2 separate regions of the Sus scrofa genome follow, and region 2 is linked to region 1. Evidence: chromatin contacts called from public HiChIP or PLAC-seq data. All regions are on one chromosome and are shown on one strand. Each heading gives the region's core, a stretch centred on a gene start, on an enhancer-like site or on the middle of the called end of the contact. The rest is flanking DNA. Distances are from core to core; before and after follow the strand shown.

Evidence for each region. HiChIP or PLAC-seq counts read pairs in DNA pulled down with a chosen protein or histone mark.
Region 2: an H3K27ac HiChIP or PLAC-seq map of alveolar macrophages shows a contact between it and region 1. The contact joins two enhancer-like sites. A contact is called at or near these places in 2 of 2 datasets of contacts at active chromatin or transcription factors (alveolar macrophages and skeletal muscle).

What each region holds. Positions count from the first base shown.
Region 1 is chr9:44,285,285-44,289,538 of Sscrofa11.1, reverse strand. All of the region lies in intron 5 of SIK3 (serine/threonine-protein kinase SIK3), which reads left to right. Among named protein-coding and RNA genes, the nearest start is that of APOA1, 69 kb to the right of the region's middle. Within about 2 kb of position 2,623, at least 21 of the 83 cell types and tissues checked have an H3K27ac peak or open chromatin away from gene starts, as enhancers often do. A contact at or near this core is called in alveolar macrophages, where this site is marked.
Region 2 is chr9:44,455,633-44,460,080 of Sscrofa11.1, reverse strand. The region is part of intron 1 of SIK3 (serine/threonine-protein kinase SIK3); the gene reads left to right. Among named protein-coding and RNA genes, the nearest start is that of SIK3, 14 kb to the left of the region's middle. Within about 2 kb of position 2,865, at least 23 of the 83 cell types and tissues checked have an H3K27ac peak or open chromatin away from gene starts, as enhancers often do. A contact at or near this core is called in alveolar macrophages, where this site is marked.

The sequences.
Region 1 (4,254 bases), core at 1,374-3,873:
CTAGCCTGGGGATCTCCATATGCAGTGTGTTCAGCCCTAAAAAGACCAAAAAAAAAAAAAAATTTCAGAAGTTTGAGAGTCAAAAATTTGGAAAGTACTGGGTATCTGTACAATTAAATAGGTTACAGTTTTCTTTACATTCTAGTCCAAATAGGACATTGATTTTTTTTTTTTTCTTCATTTTTGGCCACCCCATGGCACATGGAGTCCCAGGCCAGGGATTAGTTCTGAGCTGCAGTTGTGACCTACGTTGCAGGTGCAGCAATGCCAGATCCTTTAAACCACTGTGCCAGGCCTGGGATCAAACTTGTGTCCTGGCCATGCAGAGACACCACTGATCTCATTGCGCCACAGCAGGAACTCCTAATCTTGATTTTTTTGATCAGCTTGAGAGATTCTCTGAACTCTTGATGGATTCTTTTTTCAGGAAAGTCCTTCTTCTCTATTATTTACTAATTGCCCCTAAACTTTGCCTAAAACCCAATTTATGTGTATAATTATATAGTAGGAGGTATGATTGTGTCATGTGCCCCCCCGCCCCAACCCAGCTAGTCTGCTCCAAGGCGGGCATGGACCTTGTGTACCCCTGGATACCTCAATGGTCCTTCAAAAACAAACTTGGGGGTATCCTACTCTGGATATCATTTTTACACATTACCTTTTAGGTGGGTTACTTTTCAGATGTTTCTTCTCATTTGAATTAGGTTTATTTTATTATCTTTAACCTGAGAGGGTATCTTCTTACCTGCTTTTCTTTTTTTGTCTTTTTGCCTTTCTAGGGCCGCTCCTGTGGCATATGGAGATTCACAGGCTAGGGGTCGAATTGGAGTGTAGCCGCCGGCCTACGCCAGAGCCATAGCAACACAGGATCCGAGCTGCGTCTGCGACCTACACCACAGCTCACAGCAACGCCAGATTCCTAACCCACTGAGCAAGGCCAGGGATCGAACTTGCAACCTCATGGTTCCTAGTTGGATTCATTAACCACTGAGCCACGGCAGGAACTCCTGCTTTTATTTTCTAGGTGACAACTTAGAACTTTTTATATATGGTCATATTTTCTTTTCTCCAAAAGAAGCCTTTTGATTATCAGACCATATACTTAATTTTTAAATTTGGAAAATATTGTTGTTATACCTATATGCTGTATTTGCATTTGGTGTCTTTAGCTTCTGTTGAGAACTCAGGGGAATTTTAGTTCATCATGTTCTATAAAGGACACACTAAAATTTTGTATAGTGTGCTCACCTATCAGTATTAGAAACTTACTGATTAAATGATTGGACTTTTATTTTTCTAAGTGATATGATTTAGATTGATGACTATAGTAGTATACATTAATGTTTGCAAGAATTCTAATGAATATTGTTTGTAAGTCTTATGCAAAGTGTCTCATTACAACCTTTCCCATTATACATCTACTTCAGTTCTGAGTTGGAGGAGTTCCCGTTGTGGCTCAGTGGAAATGAACCTGACTAGCATCCATGAGGACACAGGTTTGATCCCTGGCCTCGCTTAGTGGGTTAAGAATCTGGCATTGCTGTGAGCTTTGGCGTAGGTCACAGACTCAGCTTGGATCCCTCGTTGCTTTGTCTGTGGTGTAGGCCGGCAGCCACAGCTCCTATTTGACCCCTAGCCTGGGAACCTCCATGTGCTGTGGGTACAGCCCTAAAACAAAACAAAACAAAACAAAACAGAACAGAACAAAATACTGAGTTTGATGGGAGGATCCTATATTGGGAGGATTTTTTGTTTTTCATGAGAGAGGTTGGGGAAGTGCCATCTATAATTGAGTGGAGGGATTGGTTTATTACCTCGTTTAATATTAGCTGAGTTAGGAGTTCCCCTCGTGGCGCAGTGGTTAATGAATCCGACGAGGAACCATGAAGTTGCGGGTTCGTTCCCTGCCCTTGCTCAGTGGGTTAAGGATCCGGCGTTGCCGTAATCTGTGGTGTAGGTTGTAGACTCGGCTCGGATCCCGCGTTGCTGTGGCTCTGGTGTAGGCTGGCAGCTATAGCTCCGATTAGACCCCTAGCCTGGAAACCTCCATATGCCGTGGGAGCGGCCCAAGAAATGGCAAAAAGACAAAAAATAAAATAAAAATAAAAAAATAAAATTAGCTGAGTTAAGTGATCCTAACTGCTTAGGTATTTTAAAGCTTTGGGGGGAAAATACATATCATTCATTGAAAATACCAGTATAATGCTGGTTCAGCATTTTGTTTTTAAACTTTCGTTTTCCACAGAGATAGTCATCATCCCATATAGAAACACAGTGCTAGGGAGTTGTGGAGGGTCTGATTACTAAGATGAAGTGATGGTGTGGAGGAGCCGCGTTTATGGTGTAAGAGTAGGAGTTGCAGCACAGTGGTCCTATGACAGCCTTCTACCACGTTACCAAGAGGATGCACGTACTCTTTCAATCTTCCGAATATTATCTGCCCCCCGCCCCAATTTTGACCTCCCTTGTTTCCTTAAACTAAACCAAGTCTCCCCCTTCTCAAATTAGCTGATTACTGGATTTTTTTTTTCCCATGAAGTAATTTCTCTTGTGTATAAATACTCAAGCCATGAGTCAGTAGTTTTTGGCATTACTTCTCCATTAGCTCCTAGTTAGGAAGTTCAGCCAGAGGGTAGAGGGATTGCTAAACATTGAGGACTTCCCAAGACTCCTTTTAAGAGTGAACTAATATTGAGACTCCTGGGAACTTTGAAACTCATCCTTCATCACTACTAAGATTCTGAGATCCATGCAGTTCACTCCTGTTGCATTCAGTTTCAAATAAAGCTTTTGGGTCACAGGATTTCTAAGCTAGTAATATTGCGTAGGAAAAGCAAGGTTAGTTCCTTCTCCATGTCATGTTCTGTGTTAATAGTCCATCAATCTAAATCCTGTTTATAAAGTGTTCTTTCACGGGTCTTAACCTTTGGTTCTCTAAGTCGTCTCTAGCAAGAATACCTGACAGTGTTGTGGCTCCCACCCTATACTTATTAGCCCACTGAGAAATTAAACAAGGGCCAAAATTATTTCTATTTTTGGTCTTTGTCTCTAATCCAAGTGAAGCATTGGGGTTATGAGTCCTAAGAAGCTTTCAGATTTTAAAACATGAAGGATCTTGTCATAGTATTTTCTGGTGTTTTTTTAGGAAAATAATTTATGAAATATAAATAATAATTAATAATAATATATAATATTATAAATAATAAACAATATAAATAATTATTTTCCCACTTTTTTCCTCTGGCCCCTACTTCTAAGCTGTTTGCTTATATCAGTGAGGAAGTGAAATGAAGCAGGAGTTACTGCTGGGCGCACTGGCTGTCAGTTGTCATAGTACTACTGTCTTACCTTCACAGACGTTGTGAACATTTGGAACTGGCTACAGGCTGGGCCAGTTACATCTGCTTTTGGGTTGCTCCTTGGGTCAGCCAAGAAGGAAGTCAAGGGTATTGCTTCTGAGGTGGTGGACCAAATAAGAAAATTTCCTCTTGCAATCGTCTTGATTTGCCGCCCATTCTCTCTTTGTTCTTACCACATAGGCATACCCAGTTGATGACATACCTCCTATTAGGGCTACAGAATCGCTGCCCGGTATAGCCCCAGGCTCCTGTCCTGCCTTAAACAAAGAATTTCAAGTCTCAAAATTGATAGTAAAGCTCTGGTATTTAAATCGTCCCTAGAAGACAAACATATGGTTCAAATTAAAGTCTGCTGCTCTGTATTAAGAGAAAAGGATGTAAGATAGCATTTCAGCCTGCAGGCAAACACTAACTAGCAGGGTGTCGGGGGTTGGAAAAGAGACTTAACAAATTATGTTAGGAGCCACTTAGGAGTAGAGAAATAAAGGACCAGAGGCCACATGAAGAGAACAGCTCCACCCCCATGGCTTCTGTTCAGTGAACTTGGGTATTCATTTTAACCAGTTTCTTCTCTTGGTTCTCCCTTTTCTTTTGTAACTGTAGAATATTAATCATTTTCATGTTGAATCTATAGGTCATAAATTTTTCCTGTTGCCAGGATATAAAGTATCTTTATGGCATCTTTGTACCTGAGAATTTTCTGAAATTAACTGCTCTGTACTTTAGGGTTTTTTTTTTTGTTTTTTTTTGCCTTTTTAGGGCTGCACCCACAGCATATGGAGGTTCCCAGGCTAGGGGTCTAATCGGAGCTGTTGTCACCAGCCTACGCCAGAGCCACAGCAACACCAGATCCGAGCCGCATCTGCAACCTACACCGCAGCTCATGGCAACCCTG
Region 2 (4,448 bases), core at 1,616-4,115, 170 kb before region 1:
TAAGTATCAAATCAGTGTTAAAATTTCCCTGGTTGTCATATAGATCTTGTTTTTTCTTTTTTAAACTACTGATTTGTTTGAATCAGAACCTAAATAAAGCCCATACATTATAATTGATTGTTGTCCCTTAAGTTTTGTATTTTCTTCTTTTTTTTTTTTTTGTCTTTTTGAAGTTTTGTATTTTCTAAAACTTTGTAGATTTTGTCCTGTTTTTCTTTGGAATTTAAGAAACATGTTCACTAATCTTTTGATGTAGGCTTTTCTCTGTTATATTGATGTCCCAATTAGAATTCCTTCATCTTTTTTGTGATAAAACATACCTCCTATAGTCCATCATCTAGGATTCCCCCCCCCCTTTTTTTTTCTTTTTAGGATCAAACCTGAGGCATATGGAAGTTCCCAGGCTAGAGGTCGAATCTGAGCTATAGCTGCCAGCCTGCATCACAGCCACAGCAATGCCAGATCCGAGCCTTGTCTACAATCCACACCACACTCACAGCAACGCTAGGTCCTTAACCCACTGAGTGAGGCCAGGGATAGAACCCAAGTCCTCATAGATACTAGTTGGGATTGTTACCACTGAGCCACAATAGAAACTCCTGTGATTTCCTTTTTTGCTTTTCCAAAGCTGAGTGTTCCCATAGCTGTTGCTGGGGCTGTGGCATAGGCTGGCAGCTGTAACTCCAATTTGACCCTTAGCCTGAGAACTTCCATATGCTATGAGTGTGGCCCTAACACGAAAAAAATAAAAAAATAAAAAATAAATAAATAAAAAGCAGAGTAGGATTTCAAAGGATTTGTTGGAGTTCCCCGGTAGGTCATCAAGTTAAGGATCTGGCATTGTCACTGTTGTGGCTTAGGTTGCTGCTGTGGCTTGGGTTCATTGCCTGGCCTGGGAACTTCTGGGAACTTCCATAAGACTTGGTTATGGCAGGAGTTCCTGTTGTGGTGAAGTGGTTAACAAATCCGACTAGGAACCATGAGGTTGCGGGTTCGATCCCTGGCCTTGCTCTGAGGCTTAAGGATCTGGCGTTGCCGTGAGCTGTGGTGTAGGTCGCAGACGTGGCTCGGATCCCGAGCTGCTGTGGCTCTGGTGTAGGCTGGTGGCTACAGCTCCGATTTGACCCCTAGCCTGGGAACCTCCATGTGCTGCGGGAGCAGCCCCAGAAAAGGCAAAAAGACTCGTATGAAGCAATACGAGTACAGAATCTCTTGAGTTTTTTTATTCTTTCACCCCCACCCCAGTCTTTATACTTGTCTCATCCACATCTAATTTGACTGTATAGTCATTTTAAGCTTTCAACTTAGTTTTAAAAGAAACATGTCTTTTCTTCCTGATTTCTCATCAGTTTACATACCTAATTAAATTGCATAAGTATAATAACAAGAGCAACTGGTATAAATAGGTTTGGGGAAAAACAGTTCTTGGTAAGCATGCAGCTTAATGGGCGGGCGGAGACATATACTGGCATAAGGGGGAGTAGCTGTTAATTGGGGTCAGTTTGTATGCTGGGGCACCAGTTGTTTTACAGAGGGAAGGGGAAGCATCACTTATTTTGGCAGATTGGTTGAGAGGTGGTGGGTTAAGAGAGCTTCTACATTAATATTACAATTGTGAATAAGTCAAAGTTGTTAGAGATTTGAGGGCATAATATTTTATAGAATCTTTTATTTGTAGTGTATGCTTCAGTGCAGTATTTTTGTCCACTTGTGTTAGAGTTTGCATGAGCTGAACCGAATTTGATAATGAACCAGTGATGTTAAAAATTTGGTGAGGGGGAGAAGTTCCCTTGTGGCACAGCGGGTTAAGGATCAGGCGTGGTTGTGGCTGTGGCACAGGTTGCATCTGCGGTGCTGGTTTGATCCCTGGCTGGGGAACCTCCACATGCCACAGACACGACACACACACACACACACAGATTCAGTGAGGAAACAACCAAAACTTTTTAGTTTTACAGGTTCACATCTGTTCACTGCCATTATGGTATTTCATGGAACAGGTTCTCGTTTTCATGTCATAAGTTGTTTTCCTGGCAAAAGAAGTCTTGGTTTATATACCACAAGGAACACAATTGTTGTTATGGAAGGCAGGAATAGAGCTGTTTGTTTCTTATTAGGATTAGCTGCGTACCTGCAGGATTTCTTCTTTCTTTCTGCTTCCTGCCTCTGTTGTCCTGTCTTTCTGTCAGAACGTTCTAATGTTGCATAAGCAGTGTTCTGACAATAGATGAGTTTCTTTGGTAGCTCATTTTTTAAAAGCCTCGAAATAATGTTTTTAGTGATTGTATGTTCTTGGCTTACTTTCCATTTCTACATCAACAGTGATATTGTTATTCTAGACAAATGGAGCAGTTGTATTCTAGCAATGATCTTTGTGTCCAAGTCAGCTGCAGAGATACCACAATCATATATTATACCTGAATAATATGTTATATGTGAATAGTAATTCAGGGAGGGGATTCAATTTTGAGATGTTACTTTTGGATCTCGGTAAAGGATTTTATAGTCCTCGAGAATAAAACTTATTTGAAGCATTGGCCTCTGACATGCAGAAGGGCAGCCAGTGATTTCAGCCCACTGCCTCTTCTGATCTCATTTTCCTTCTTCCTTTTCCGTCAGCAGCTGCATCCCGTGCCCAGCTCTAATTGAGCTCTTTGTAAAAGGGGTACTGTTATAGTGAGTCACAGCCTCTTATGTCAGTGGTGGTTAGATTTTTAGGCCAGGAATCCATTTTGGAATCCAGTTTGAAAACAACATTTCAGTTGTGTTACCTAAATTTCTCTTCCTTTCCTTATGCTAGTAGCAGAGTTTTCTGCCTTTCTAGCTCTTTGGGGAGCCTTTTTGGCCCATCAGAACTGCTCACGGCAGTCTGCAGTAATGAACTGAGCATTGCGGTGGGAGTCAGTGCACGTGTTTCCAGTTTCAGTTTTTACTAGCCTTAGTAAAACTTAACCCACTGGGCAAGTCACTTAACCTCATGGAGCTTCCAGCTTCTTCTTCTTCTTCTTCTTCTTCTTCTTTTTTTTTAAGGGCACATACCCACCACACATGGAGGTTCCCAGGCTAGGGGTAGAATCAGAGCTACAGCTGCTGGCCACTGCCATGCCACAACAATGCAGGATACGAGCCGAGTCTGTGACCTACACCACAGCTCATGGCAATGCCGGATCCCCAACCCACTGAGCAAGGCCAGGGATTGAACCCGCATCCTCATGGATACCAGTTGGATTTGTTGCAGCTGTGCCACGACGAGAACTCCCCAGCTTCTTTTTAATGTATGTATATTTTCTTAATTAAGATATAATTCGCATACCATATATTTTACCCAGTTCAGTGTTGTTTGTTTTTTTGGTATACTCACAGTATTGTGCAACCATCACCACAATCAATTTCAGAACATTTTCACTCCCCTGAAAAGGAGCAGCATACCCATTAGCAGTCACTGCAACCTTTCCTCACCTTCCCTGCCCACGCCCGAATCAGTCACTAATCAGTGTCTATAGATTTGCCCATTCTGGACATTTTTCTTTCTTTCTTTTTTTTTTTCTTTTCAGGGCTGCACCTGTGGCATATGGAGGTTTCCAGGCTAGAGGTCTAATCGGAGCCATAGCTGCTGGCCTACACCACAGCCTCAGCAAGGCCAGATCTGAGCCACGTCTGTGACCTACACCACAGCTCACGGCAACGCCGGGTGCTTAACCCACGGAGCGCAGCTAGGGATCAAACATGAAACCTCATGGTTCTTAATCGGATTCATTTCTGCTGCGCCACGCTGGGAACTCCCTTTCTGGACATTTCATATAAATGGAATCATACAATATAGGGCCTTTTGTGTCTGTCTTCTTTTCTTAGCATGATGTCTTCAGGGGTCATCTGTGTTGTAGCATGTCAATTTCCTTCCTTTTTATGAGTGGATGATATTCCATTGTATGGATATATTGCATTTTGTGTATCCATTCATGAGTTGATGAACTTTGTATTGTTTCCACTTTTTGGCTATTATAAACAATGCTATTATGAACATTCGTGTACAAGTTTTTGTGTGGACATATATTTTCATTTCTCTTGGGCATGTGCCCAGGAGTGGAATTCCTGTATCATAAACATTCCATGTTTAACTATTTGAGGAATTGTCAAACTGTTTTCCAAAATGGATGCACATTTTGCATTCCCACTAGTGTTGTATGAGGGTTCCAATTGACTTAGCCATCCAAGTGGATGTGAGGTGGTAGCTCATTATGGTTTTGCTTTGCATCTTAAGGCTCATAGTATTGAGCATCTTTTTATGTGCTAAGTAGTGTCTATTTAGATTCTTTCCCAATTTTTTAGTTAGGTTATTTGTCTTTTTTATTTGTTGACTTGTAAGAATTCTTTATATATTTTCTGGATACAAGTCCTTTATCAGATATATGACATACAGATATTTTCTCCTCATTTTGTAGGTTGTC